Regions from separate parts of the Mus musculus genome. Here region 2 is linked to region 1. A link is a contact called in public Hi-C data. All regions are on one chromosome and are shown on one strand. Each heading gives the region's core, a stretch centred on a gene start, on an enhancer-like site or on the middle of the called end of the contact. The rest is flanking DNA. Distances are from core to core; before and after follow the strand shown. Region 1 overlaps Csgalnact1 (chondroitin sulfate N-acetylgalactosaminyltransferase 1). Region 2 overlaps Csgalnact1 (chondroitin sulfate N-acetylgalactosaminyltransferase 1).

Evidence for each region. A called contact is a pair of places that touch in the nucleus more often than the background predicts.
Region 2: a contact with region 1 is called in a Hi-C map of uterus, with 1.9 times the contacts expected there. The contact joins two enhancer-like sites. A contact is called at or near these places in 2 of 484 Hi-C or Micro-C datasets (both in uterus), 3 of 115 datasets of contacts at active chromatin or transcription factors (astrocytes, bone marrow-derived macrophages and neural progenitor cells) and 1 of 9 other capture datasets (embryonic stem cells).

The regions. Positions count from the first base shown.
Region 1 is chr8:68,389,272-68,395,207 of GRCm38.p6, forward strand. All of the region lies in intron 5 of Csgalnact1 (chondroitin sulfate N-acetylgalactosaminyltransferase 1), which reads right to left. Among named protein-coding and RNA genes, the nearest start is that of 1700125H03Rik, 24 kb to the left of the region's middle. Within about 2 kb of position 3,665, at least 54 of the 459 cell types and tissues checked have an H3K27ac peak or open chromatin away from gene starts, as enhancers often do. A contact at or near this core is called in uterus, where this site is marked.
Region 2 is chr8:68,555,708-68,562,109 of GRCm38.p6, forward strand. It overlaps Csgalnact1 (chondroitin sulfate N-acetylgalactosaminyltransferase 1), which reads right to left. Exons shown (of 10, transcript NM_172753.5): 3 at 1,265-1,413. Among named protein-coding and RNA genes, the nearest start is that of Csgalnact1, 180 kb to the right of the region's middle. Within about 2 kb of position 1,379, at least 41 of the 459 cell types and tissues checked have an H3K27ac peak or open chromatin away from gene starts, as enhancers often do. A contact at or near this core is called in uterus, where this site is marked.

The DNA of each region.
Region 1 (5,936 bases), core at 2,415-4,914:
TTTTGATTAAAAGATTTCTATACAACTAGAAGGAACAAAAGCCTGGGAAGAGGAACCTGGGATATAACAGTATGACTTAAAGCTGAGAGCTCCTTTACAGTCACAGTCTCTGCAGGGAGTATTCAGCTAAGAACATATGTATATGTCTCCATACACAAAAACCACCACTGCCCCATGGCCCATGGGGCTAGGGAACCATGGGATGGGAATGTGGAGCAGGCTGGGAGCAAGAGGAAAATCAAGGCATATCCCAAACCCCAGAAATCTCATCCTGAGATGTACAGAAGTATGATATCCCTGCCCCGGCTGTCCTGGACTGTGCACCCACTTTTGTCTTCCCACTCCAGGAGGTCACATAGTTTGGTAGCCTTGTTAAACTTCTCCCCTTATATAAGGTCATGTCATGTAGCACCTGGAATTCATCCTTATGCAAATAAGGCACTTCCATTGTACTGTGCCCCAACCAATGATGTACACTCACCCTGAAAGTCCCTACCCACCCCGAAAGTCCCTACCCACCCCACAAAGTTTTAAGGAGCTTTGTTCCCCCACTAAATGAGCTGTCTCACTGAAGTTGCCCCCGAGATTGCTCTCGCTGTGCTCACTACTGCCAGTCTCTTCTGCTCCCAGCTGTCAGCTTTGCTTTCCCTCTCAGCATCCACCAGTTGTGATCTCAGATCACAGGTCAGTTGTGTCACCATAGGCAGGAAAACAGAGCCTGAACACAACTGACTATCCCAGCAATCCGGTGATTCGGGGTCCTAACAAAGCAACCATTTGACTCAGCACTCCCACGTCCAGGTCTTTGGCTTTTGACTGGCCTAGATTCAATCCTCACCAAAGCTTATGTTTTACTTGCTATGTCCTTTTCTTTTAAACATACTGTGTAGCTAATCTGCTAGGTTTGTCTGAGGGTTTGCTCTTCAAATGAAAGTGTGTGTAACTGTATGTGTATATACATGTAAATGTAAATATAAACATGAATAAATATTTATGTATATATGCATATATCGTATCTATATATATATGCTTACATACATGCCTATGAGGCATGAATATATCTACATACATGTGTATATGTGTATGTAGATAATGCAAAATGTTGTTTTCTGGGAGCCAACAGAGAGAGATTCTGCTGGTGGGATGGTATTTTGAGATATTTTGGTATTTCCTGTGCCCTTTTTCCATTGTTAACATTCAAACAATAATCTAAGTCATAGACTCCAGAAATATCTTGGCCTTATTTATAGAGGTCAAGTTACTAGATGTTTTTTGTTATAACATCCAAAAGGGAGAGCCACATTCCTGGAGTTGCTGGGAAGCATTGGAAACAGCAGAAGGAATGGTTTCTTCCCTAGAAAAGTGTACTTGGAAGATAAAATGAGCTTAAATCAAGTCATCAGATGGGTAGAACGCAGGAAGTGTGATACGTTCTCAGGGTGAATTGGGACTTGGAAGATGGGAAGAATTCAGAAAGAATGGATCAAGAACGAAGAGATCTGTAAGGGACATCACCCTGACACCAAGCAACAGGCATGTAAGACTCAGCCTGGCTTCAGGTGAGCCTCCGAGAAAGTCCCTGTACAAGATTCCCTTAGCAAACTTGCCAGATATTGCTTCTGCTTCCTCCACCAGAGTGGAAGGAAATCATGCACACAGGCCAGGTGCTGGAGAAGTTGTGCTTTAAAACTATATGTGTTAGGGAGTGCAGGGGATCTATCCCTGCTGAGCCTGAATTGAAGCATCTTAATTTTTTTCCACTACTATCTTTGCTGCCTCTGTCTTTGGTGTTTCTAAATCAGGCCTAACCCTTAAACAGCTAGGTTAGGATGACAGAAAGATAAATCCAAGCTTCCTCTGTATCTGCTTCCAGTTCTCCATTTTAGGTTTTTGCGAATTATTTTCTTCATTCATTCAACAAGTGTTTGTTGACAATATAGCACATGCTAAACACTCTACCAAGAGAATCTTAAATAACAAGTAGGACTGGCATGTCTTCTCTTGAAGAAGTTTCCAGTCTCCTAGGCAGAACTCACACAAAGAAACCACTCCTCCCTAAGGTTGTGCAAGTCCCACTACTGACGTCTGAATGGTCTTTGTATTTTCCAAAACTTTTTCCACGTGACTGCCCTGTCCTTGGCAAAAATCTATGGGAATATGTGTGATTAGAGGAACATGTGCAGATGTGGTTTGTTTCCGAGATAAAGATTAAAAAGAAGTAACAAATGATAGACTCATGCCATATACAGACTTCTATGTTTACCCTGTTCATCATTTGTATTTGGACAATGCTATCTACATTGCTGAGGTGACAGGTCTGTCTGCTTTTGTGAGCATATCCCCAGGGATACTGTGGTAGGGTGGTCAGGGAAACTATAAATGGTCGCAGGGAACTCAGGTCTTGTCACCCCCTCTCGGGAGCATACTAGATCCATAAATACTTCCCATTACTTCAACAGCCCCAATTCTTTGACCTCAATATGGAAACTGAAAATTCTGCTTCTACATCATAAAGACTGTACCTTTTAAGGGTGATTTTCCCAATAAAATGGTTTGTTCTTCCCTAAGTCATTGTCACACAGTGCCAAGACTAGTTACAATACATTTTTAGGCATAAAACATGTGTTACAGTCCTTTATGCTGAACTATATTTTTATCTCCTGAGAAGTCAAAGTCACAATTTCATGGTCTTTGAGTTCTGTAGGACTGAGCTGTTTATAGAAGTGTGGGACCATTGCCCAAATCTTGGCTTAGAGGTAAGAAAATGCATTCCAATGACCTCCGAGAGCGATACAGGGAGTCTCACACACACATATCTGGTTCCCTAGAATCAGTGTAGTATCTGCCTCTAGGGCTGGCCACCTTTGCAATAGGAGGGATGAGTCTATTAGATCTGACAGTCTTACTGTATAGAATTAATTGTTGAACACAGTGCTGTGTGCAGAAAGACGTGAAGTAGAAAAAAACCTCAACAAAACAAGTGGAAATCATTGGGTGGGGGGAGGACTGGTCATCTTAGGTTTCTGATAAGGAAGCTGGTCAGACACTGTCAAACAGATCTGGTGGTCTAGAGGCTTCCGTAGGCCTGTTTGCAAGAGGTATTGTACCCTTAGGCACAGAACACCATGGGAATAAGCTTGAAACTATGTGGGAAGAGCTGTCCTGTGTGCTGAAAGACAGTCAGCATCATTTCAGGCCTCCACCAACTATGTGCCAACAGTATCCTCCTAACCCAGTTGTCAGAACCAAACGTATCTCCACAGTTTGCCAATGTACTTAGGGCTGGAAAGAGTAGAATATAAAAGGTTCCCAGTTTTACAGCCCTGTCTTTAGAATCTATTTGAGCAGTAACATCTGCTCTGCAGGAGGGAAAGCTTGGCTTGAAGAGAAATGAACCCTCCAGTGTCTGTCTGATACTCCAGACCATTCTTGCGAAATCCCATGTGACTTCCTGAAGTGAAGCAACACTAAAAAACTTCCTTTACAGAATCGGAAGCCTTAAGGGGTCATTGTCAATCTAGGCCAGGACTTAAGGGGAATCAGTGCCAAAGGGTACTTATAGTTGGGGGTTGGGCACTGATGGTATATGCACTGGGACAGCTGCAGCCTCTGAGGCATAAGTGGCAGTTGCTTTAGTTGTCATCAGAGGCAGGGAGCTGGCTCTGTTCTATGACACTTGGGCTGGCAGTGCATTCTAAGCACATGACCTTGCACATTTAAGAAGACCAGGAAAGACTGGGAGAATCGTGGGAAATTGGTGATCTCATGTTGGATAAGAGAAAGCAGGAAGCTGTGTGTCATTAAGCTGGGATGTCAGTTTTTATACCCCATGCTGAGCGGCCTGGGGAAACCTCTGTAGTGTGGTGTGCATGAAGTTCTCACTCAAAAATTGATGTGTTGGTAGCTTGGCTCTCAGTGTGGTGGTACCAGGAGGTGGGGTTTAGTGTAAGGTGATTAAGTCACTGGGGGAACTGTCATTGGAAGGAATTACTTTACATTTTGTGGGACTTTGGTGTGTTCCTGTGTGGTTACCTAGACATGTTGATACATGCCTACCATTCTAACATTTGGGAAATGGAATGTATTCCAAGCCAGATCCTGTCTCAGAAGAAAAGAAAGGAAGTAGGGGTGTTGGGGGGGGGAGATAAGGGAAGATGGCTAAGGAATAAGAAAAGAAAGGGAAAGGAAAGGAAGAGAAGAGAAGAAAGTAGATGAGATGAAAGGAGAGGTGAGGCAAGAAGGTGGTAGGAAGGGGAGGAAAAAGAAGAGGGGAGGGGAGAAGAGGAGAAGGGAGAGGAGAGGAGAGAAAAGGAGAAGGGAGAGGAGAGGAGAGAAAAGGAGAAGGGAGAGGAGAAGAGAGGAGAGGAGAGAAGAGGAGAGGGAGGGCGAGCTGGGAAAGCACAGCTCTATCTGGCTCCTGAGGGCTTTTTCCCTTCATGCTGTGGTTTCTCCTTGTGTGATGTGTTCTCACCCTAACTCCATTCACTATGATAACCTCACCAGGAACAAGTCAATGGTAGGACCAAGCCTTAAATTTCTAAAACCAACTAAGTAAACTACTTTTTTGTTCTGTTTGTTCTGTTTGTTTGTTAGTTTGTTTATGAGCAGGGACTCTCATTGCATAGCCCGGACTAGTCTGAGATTTCTTATGTGGCCCAGGCTGGCTTCAGGCTTACATTACTCCTCCTTCATCAATGTCCCAAGGACTGAGAATATAGTCATAAGCCACCATGGCTGCCTTAATCAACTTTGTGTATACTCATTTTTTAACAACGTATTGTAACAACATAAATCAGATCAACACACAAATTCAGGAATCCACATTCAGTGAGTCCCTGGCTTATGCAATGCATTTTGTTTTCCTTGGCGAAGGATTAACAAAGGGCTATCACATTTGATCCCTCCAAGGGAATAAAAATCCAGGTTTACTTCAGACACTCCAGGTTTTACGAATGAAAATCTCACATGCAAGGAGATGCTTAAGTTGCAGAAAACTGGGATAACTGGAGAGTAACAATGTAGTGAAGTGGAATAACCATAGTTGTGGAGGCCAATGAACAGAAAGGATACCAAGAAAACAGTTAACTTCTGGAGGCTGATGGATGTTGTCTCCAATCAGCATCAAAGGTGAGTGAGCTCTACACAGATAAGCAGAGCAGAGACGTATTCCCAGCTAAGAAAGCCTTAGCTACAAGCAATCTACTGTTTTCCAAGTCAGTTTCTACTCAGATATATCAGGAACGGAAAACAAAACAAAACAAAAACAAAAACAAAAACCATTGGAGTGCTTCATGCAATAACAATCCATCAGGCCCCATTCTATCAACAGTTTCTTATGTCAGCAGGATGGAAATCACTCAGCCATAAAGAAACCAGGTATACTATAAGGAACAGACTCTATTCTGGAGGGGGAAGAGAGGGCTATTGGATACTCTGGCATCTGTTTATATCATGGCATTCTGTTTTGGATTCCGTGTATCCTTTCCCTTACCCTTGTGCCAGCATGAATCAACAGATAATTCTACTATCCTAGTATCTGGGTGTTCTGATCATTGTTAAGAAGTGATGGTGGATTTGAACATGCAATCAAACAACTTTCCTGATTCTCATTGCAACACAGGAAACACATTCTCGATTCCAATTGACCGTATTTCACTCTATTGGATAGGCATTTTTACATGATCTGTAGTCTTCTATTAGGTCCCTAAAGAAAACTATTAAAATGACATGACTAATAAAAATTGTGTTTCTCAAGATCATCAGATATGAAAGTTTCTTGGTGTAGCTCTGGCTTGTGAGTAGTGAAATGGCTCAGAAAATGGTATTAAAACATGAATCAGAAAGAGATTGTACTATGCTGATAGCATCCATTCCATTTAAGAAACTACAGAGGACACAGGCATATATCTGTGTCACAATCCTAGTGGATGGAAAAA
Region 2 (6,402 bases), core at 129-2,628, 160 kb after region 1:
TCTACTTTTTATTTGTATTTCTAGAGAAAACTGGAAGAAAAAAAAAGATTTCATTGCTGAAAACACGAAGTATGGGTACAATTTCCCATTCCCTTCCCAATGTTACTGATGTTGCGAAGGCTCCTGCTTATACTGAGGCAGAATCTCCTATCCCTCGATGGCCAGGACCTTGCTGGGTACATGTGGATGCCCCTGAACTCCTAATTCTCCTGCCTCCAGTTCTCAAGTTCTCGACTTAACTTCTTTAACATTAATCTTGCCAGTTGTATTTAAATATCTTATAGTAAAGAAACCCAAAATTATTGCTTACAAGAGCAAAACAAGCTGTCAGAAATACTACATTTATCCCAAAGCCTAAGCCAATAGTATATATTCATTAGGAAGCAATTCTCAAATAGTTCTAATGACCACCCCTAGGGATATTACAAAGGTGATTCATCTTCCCGAACCATTTTACTTTAACTTGATCAAAAATCACTGTACCCATTTGGCTAAAGAATGACTATTTCAGAAAGGTTAATATTCTGTCCCAGCTGTGTTCTCAATTTAGTGGTCAGTTAAGGTTTTTTGTGTGTTTTTTGTTTATTTGTTTGTTTAAAAAAAGCTCTTCTAGTTGTGCTATTGATTAATGCTCTAAAAAGACAAAAATACCAAAAGAGTATTGAAAGTGAAATAGAGATCACTGCCAGTGGATGAGGAGTTTCAAAGCAAACTAGTTGAGCTTCTTTAAAAAAAAATGATGCCTTTAAAAATAACTTTTTATTAATATAACTATTAAAGTAAAATGAACATATTCTGTAGATAGCTGGGATATCCCAGTAATGCGGAAGTTATATCCCAGTGTAAGGTTTGCTTTCTAAGTCACCTGCGACAAATAGATTCACTTATCTGCAAGAGTAAGTGCTACATAAATCCTTAAAGGCTAAAAATGATCTTGGCTTCTCTTATAATGGAAAAGGGAGTCTAAAATGCTAAGAGGAAAAGAAATGGGAGGCAACCCCTGTAAATTTCCATCCTTTAAATACAGTGAGATTTAATAACGGTAAAATGCATGTGATTTAGTATGTAACACACAACTCATCTGAACATATTATGCCCCCCAAAGTAGTAGAATATGCCCCTCTTCCTCTTTAATAAGTAAAACGCAAATTATTTTTTTGAAATGAAACCATCAATATCTAAAAGCACGAAAGCCCGGCTGAGAACAGAGGAAGGCAAAACACCGCACTTCCATGTGGAAAAGAACAAACCCAAACAAGCTAACCTCGGCAGAAAGAAAGGCGCACAGCTGTTCCGCTCGCACATCTGCTTCTGGTGGTGACTGCGCTGGAGTTGCACTTGGCTTCCAAGTCAGGGTCCAGAGGGAAAGTACCGCCCCCTTCTGCTAGCACCGTGTTCAGCTCAGCGCCACCACTGGAGGAAAAAAAATCCATGCAATGAAGTGTTAACAGTAAAAGAGAAAATTCCTCATTTGAGTTTTTCTGAAAAGGTTCACACGCTGCAAGGGTTCCCTCTGGGAATCTTACTACCAGTGACCACCACTGGCATTCGCAACACTAAGCCAGCCTGCTTCAGCCCTGGAGGAAAGCTTTGCTGGCAGGACTAGTGCCTGCCAAAGACGCTGGAGAAGACAGACTGGGTGCTTTTGATTGTCATCCGGCTCCCCACCCAAATCCCGAGATCCAGAACCCCTGCCCAGCCCCCTCTCTGTACATCTTGCCCTCGCTAAAGGATGGTGGGGTGAGTTACGGATGGACCCTACACTGTCCCAGCCCTTGACAAAACAGATGCTGTCAGCTGAGATACAAGCAGAATATGAAGATGTTCAGACCAAAGACTCCCCATAAGTAAGAAAGATTCTGGAGAGACACTAAGGTCCTCATGTGGAGCCTGTAATATACTGTTTTCAATGAACTAACATGGGGCTCACTTCCCCAAGAATTTTCCTTATTTTTATTCTGTCTGTCTCATAATTCAAGTAATGGACATAATATATCCGTTTGTGTGTGTGTATACACACTACATTTCCATTTCACATGCAGGAATGATTAAAAAGTCCAAGATGATTTCTACAAGGCCAAAGGAAAGATTGATAAGCCACTAAAGTCTACAGATGACTTGCTGCCCCCATCCCCACCCCAACCCCCCACCCTGTCTCCATAGGGACAGCCTGCCAGCAAGTGAGTTTGAAGGTTGTTTTCTGTTGTTGTGGGGGTTTTTGGGTTTTTTGTTTGTTTGTTTTTTGTTTTGTTTTTTTGTTTTGTTTTTGTTTTGTTTTTGGTTCTGGGTTTTGTTTTGTTTTGTTTTGCCTCACTGGCATTAACAAATCAGTGGAAATGTACACTGCTTTGCTATAGAAGTAGGGTCTGTTTTCTATCCACACTCTCTCACCCTGGTTTGCTCTGGTTTTAGCAGTGGAAGTGGGGTGTCATCTTCCTGGGAGGGGCAAGTCTCCAGACCTCCAACTTTGACTACTCCTGGCCGAGCTGCCTGCTTCCACACAGCTCTCCTAGCCCAACGCCCCCCGCCCCCCCACCAGCCTAATTAATCTATGTCTAAATGGAGCTGCAGTTGGCAGAGAGGCAGCAGTGTCAACGTGGAATAATCACTTGGACCTGAATCTCAGTTGTTTTCCATCCCTGACAACAAATAATGTTACTTCCCAGCCTGCAGGCCAAGAGCTGAAATGGGTTTATAATTTGCCTTCCAATCAATCTCTGAGTCTCTCTCAACCCCCTAAGTTTTCTCTTCTGTCTTTCAGCATGCAGGAAACAGCCTCGGAGACTCCATCAGGGGCAAGGTCTTTATTGATATCCTTAATGAATATTCTTTGCCTTCTAAGTAAAAAGGTGGAAATCTGCATAATCCCAAACCATGCTGGTTTACATAATGAAAACAAATAGACTGTCGGCTGGTAGCTCTGCAAGATCATTAATAAGCTCCGTCATTCTCTCACCCCAGTGGCTGGAACAGCAGCCTTCAGTCATTTCATATGCACCAAGTCATCCACATTCAGCCAGCCTAGACCCTGACACTAGGCAGGTTGGAATCAGAGGACAAACAGCTCAGCTTCTTCCTCCTTTCCTAGTAAAAGAACTCATTAAAACTCTGCTCCTGGGCTCTGGGAAGTGCATGGTCTCCTTACTAATCCCAAGCCTCTAGCTCCTCCAGAGAGGAATCCTCTCCAGCTAGTAAAGAAAAAAGCGCAATACAAGAATGCAGAGTCGCCAGCAAAACCAAGAGCAGTGACCAGGATAGAAACAAAACAGCATAGTGAAAATTCTCAGAAGATTAACTAAATATGCTAAAGAGAATGGGGTGTGTTCAGCCGGACACAGGCAATGAGCCCTCACCATACCATGGTACCGCTTAGGAAGCCATTCAATAGCCACAACACGCGCATTAATTTTTCCATTATTACAGAGGGGCAGAAGGAGGTTAAGAAATCTGCATGGCTAATATGTAGTAAAGCCAGGATTTTTTTTTCTTCCACAAAAAAAAAAAAAAAAAAAAAAAAACACTGAAAAGAAAAGCAAGCTTGCCTCTTTGTACTACTTGACCCTGTCCACATAGGCACTGGTTGTGATTTGAATGTGAAATGCTCCACCATAGGCTGACATATCTACATACTTAACCCCAGCTGTCAACTCTGTTTGGGAAGGTTGTGGAATTTTAGGAAGTAGGGCCTCACTTCCTAAAGTAGAGGAAATGTATCCCTTTGTGTAAGACTTGAAGATTTATGGCCCAACCCCAATTCCTGTTTATTCTGCTTTCTTAGTGTGGATAAAATGTGACCAACAAGCTGCTAGCTCCTGCCACCACTTTCCCTCTGCCCATCTACATGATCCCCTTCTATGATAAACTTTGGGAACTATAAACCCAAATCAACTCATGTCCCTTAAATTGCTTTTGCTAGGGTGTTTTATCCCAGTAACAAGAAATGAAACTAAGATACTAGTTTCTTATGTGGGTCTTTAGTAATGCAGGTGGGGTCCAAAGTAGCTGGAGAAAAGCATGAACCACTTAGATATTCCACCCGAATCTCTCACTGAGGCCTTGAGAACACAGTCTTCCCTTATTTGCCCCATCTTTCCCCATCCCCACCTCTCCAACAACTAAATAATAAATAAATAAATAAATAAATAAATAAATAAATAAATAAATAAATGAATGGATGGAGATCTCAATGACAAAAACAAATGTTTTCATAAGTCTTCCTAAATAACACAAAGAATATCACAGTATGGGAATGTGCCAAAAGTAAAATTAAAATCCAGTGAACACTTGAGAAGTATCAACACAGAGCTTTGCTTGTGGGATTCTGAAGGTAGCAAGGAAATTATCCCTTAGCCCTAATATGTTTGTTTTGTGTGAGTTCTCTTCCATATCATTTGTAGCCCACACTGTTTTTGACAGTTGAGCTCAGAGAGTGAGGATTAAGGAGGACCTGACGTGGCTTCACTTGTTTAAGTGGTGAGAAGATGGTGAAGAGAAAGGTGGTGTATCCTGTAGCCGCCAATGGCCACCGGTTACTGGGTTCCTAAAAGGAAAGCTGGGGATGGATGGGAAGGACAGTGAGGGAAATACGATGAGCCAAGACAAAGTTCTCTGATCAAGGCTCAACTTTAATTCTTTTTTTTTTTAAAGATTTTATTTATTTATATGTAAGTACACTGTAGCTGTCTTCAGACACTCCAGAAGAGGGAGTCAGATCTCAGATGGTTGTGAGCCACCATGTGGTTGCTGGGATTTGAACTGCGGACCTTCGGAAGAGCAGTCAGGTGCTCTTACCCACTGAGCCATCTCACCAGCCCTCAACTTTAATTCTTGAGTCTGATTTTTAAAGGGGGAAAACCCATTCCCCACTTTGCCAGGATCTCATCAGGAAGGCAAGCTCAGCTGCTCAGCAGGTGGTGGCTTCTTGAAGGCAGCTGCTGATGTGGCAGGACAATAGACTTCATCTAGGTCAGAAGACTCCACCCTAAGTGGGCTAGCCTACTGTGGCAAACAAGGTCTGATTCAGCCCACTCAAGTTTGAGGGGAGGGCACAGTCTCCCTGAGAAATCTAGAGAAAAACTGTACGTGTGGGTTTTAGACATTTTCTATCTGGGACTCTACAGATTGGGATATCCACTATCTCATTTATCCAAAGGAATAGAATTTGCCAACCATTCATTAGCACATTCTCTTCAAATAAACTAGTGTCTCAGATTTTGTTTGTTTGTTTGGTTGGCTTTTGGTGTTTTGTTTTGTTTTGTTACTGTGAAGAGACACCATGACCAAGGTAACACATAAAAGAAAACATTTAATTTGGGCTGGCTTACAGTTTCAAAAGTTCAGTCCATTATCATCATAGTGGGAAGCATGGCAGCATCCAGGCAGACATGGTGCTGGAAGAGTCAAGAGTTCTGCATCTTGATACAAAGGCAGCAGCAGGAGACTGTTCTCTGCAGGCATCCAGGAGAAAGGTCTTTTACCACCCTGGGCAGAACTTAAGCATAGGACCTCAAAGCCCACTCCCACAGTGATGTATTTCCTCCAGCAAGGTCACATCTCTTAATAATGCCACCTCTGTGGGCCAAGCATATTCCAACTGCCACAGCCAGCCTTTACTCCTGTTATGACAAGTCAACCTAAGAACTGTGACCACATTACGAGTAATGCTAGAGCCAGGCTAGTCAATACATCATTCCTTAGACAAGTCTGTCCAACTACCTGTTTCCAATGGTTTCAAAAACACAGCTTGACCAAGACTGTGAAGATGCCTGAAGCTATAAGCCTTCCTCACTTTCGTCAAATTCCTTCCGTTCATCTAACCCATCATGTGTTTCAGACCCACTAATTGGTACAGTAAGGAGGAAGGACTTCAAACATGGCAAATGCAGCAGAGAAAGTGCACCAGTAACCTTCCCAAGCATCCACTGAGATTCCCATAGTGCACATGCAGAACCCTGAGTGACAACTTTTTAAATATGAGTCAGTGGAGTTCTCTGACTGATGGTATTTGGAGTCAGAGCTGGGACAGGATCAGCACTGTATGTTCAGCTTCTAAAATTACCATATTCCTCAAAACTATGTTTCAGAAAAGAAAGCACCCTTGGATGCTAAGCACTGCAAGAAGCATACGACTATATTCGTAACTGCATTCCTTCCACATTGGATAATTTGACTGTAAATAGTGTGATTTGGGCACAACTGATTTCCAAAGCCATGATCCCCACACCCAGAGGTTTCTCTTTGCTATTCTGTGAAATGAAAAACAGGATGAACGTTGTGTCCCTCATTCAGAAGACACAGATACACATTGAGAAAATATCTTCTTCATAATTCTTCCATGAGAGTAGGCCACACTCAATTCCTGCATTGCAGTTTCTCACTTTGATCAACGGAGATAATCTTGTG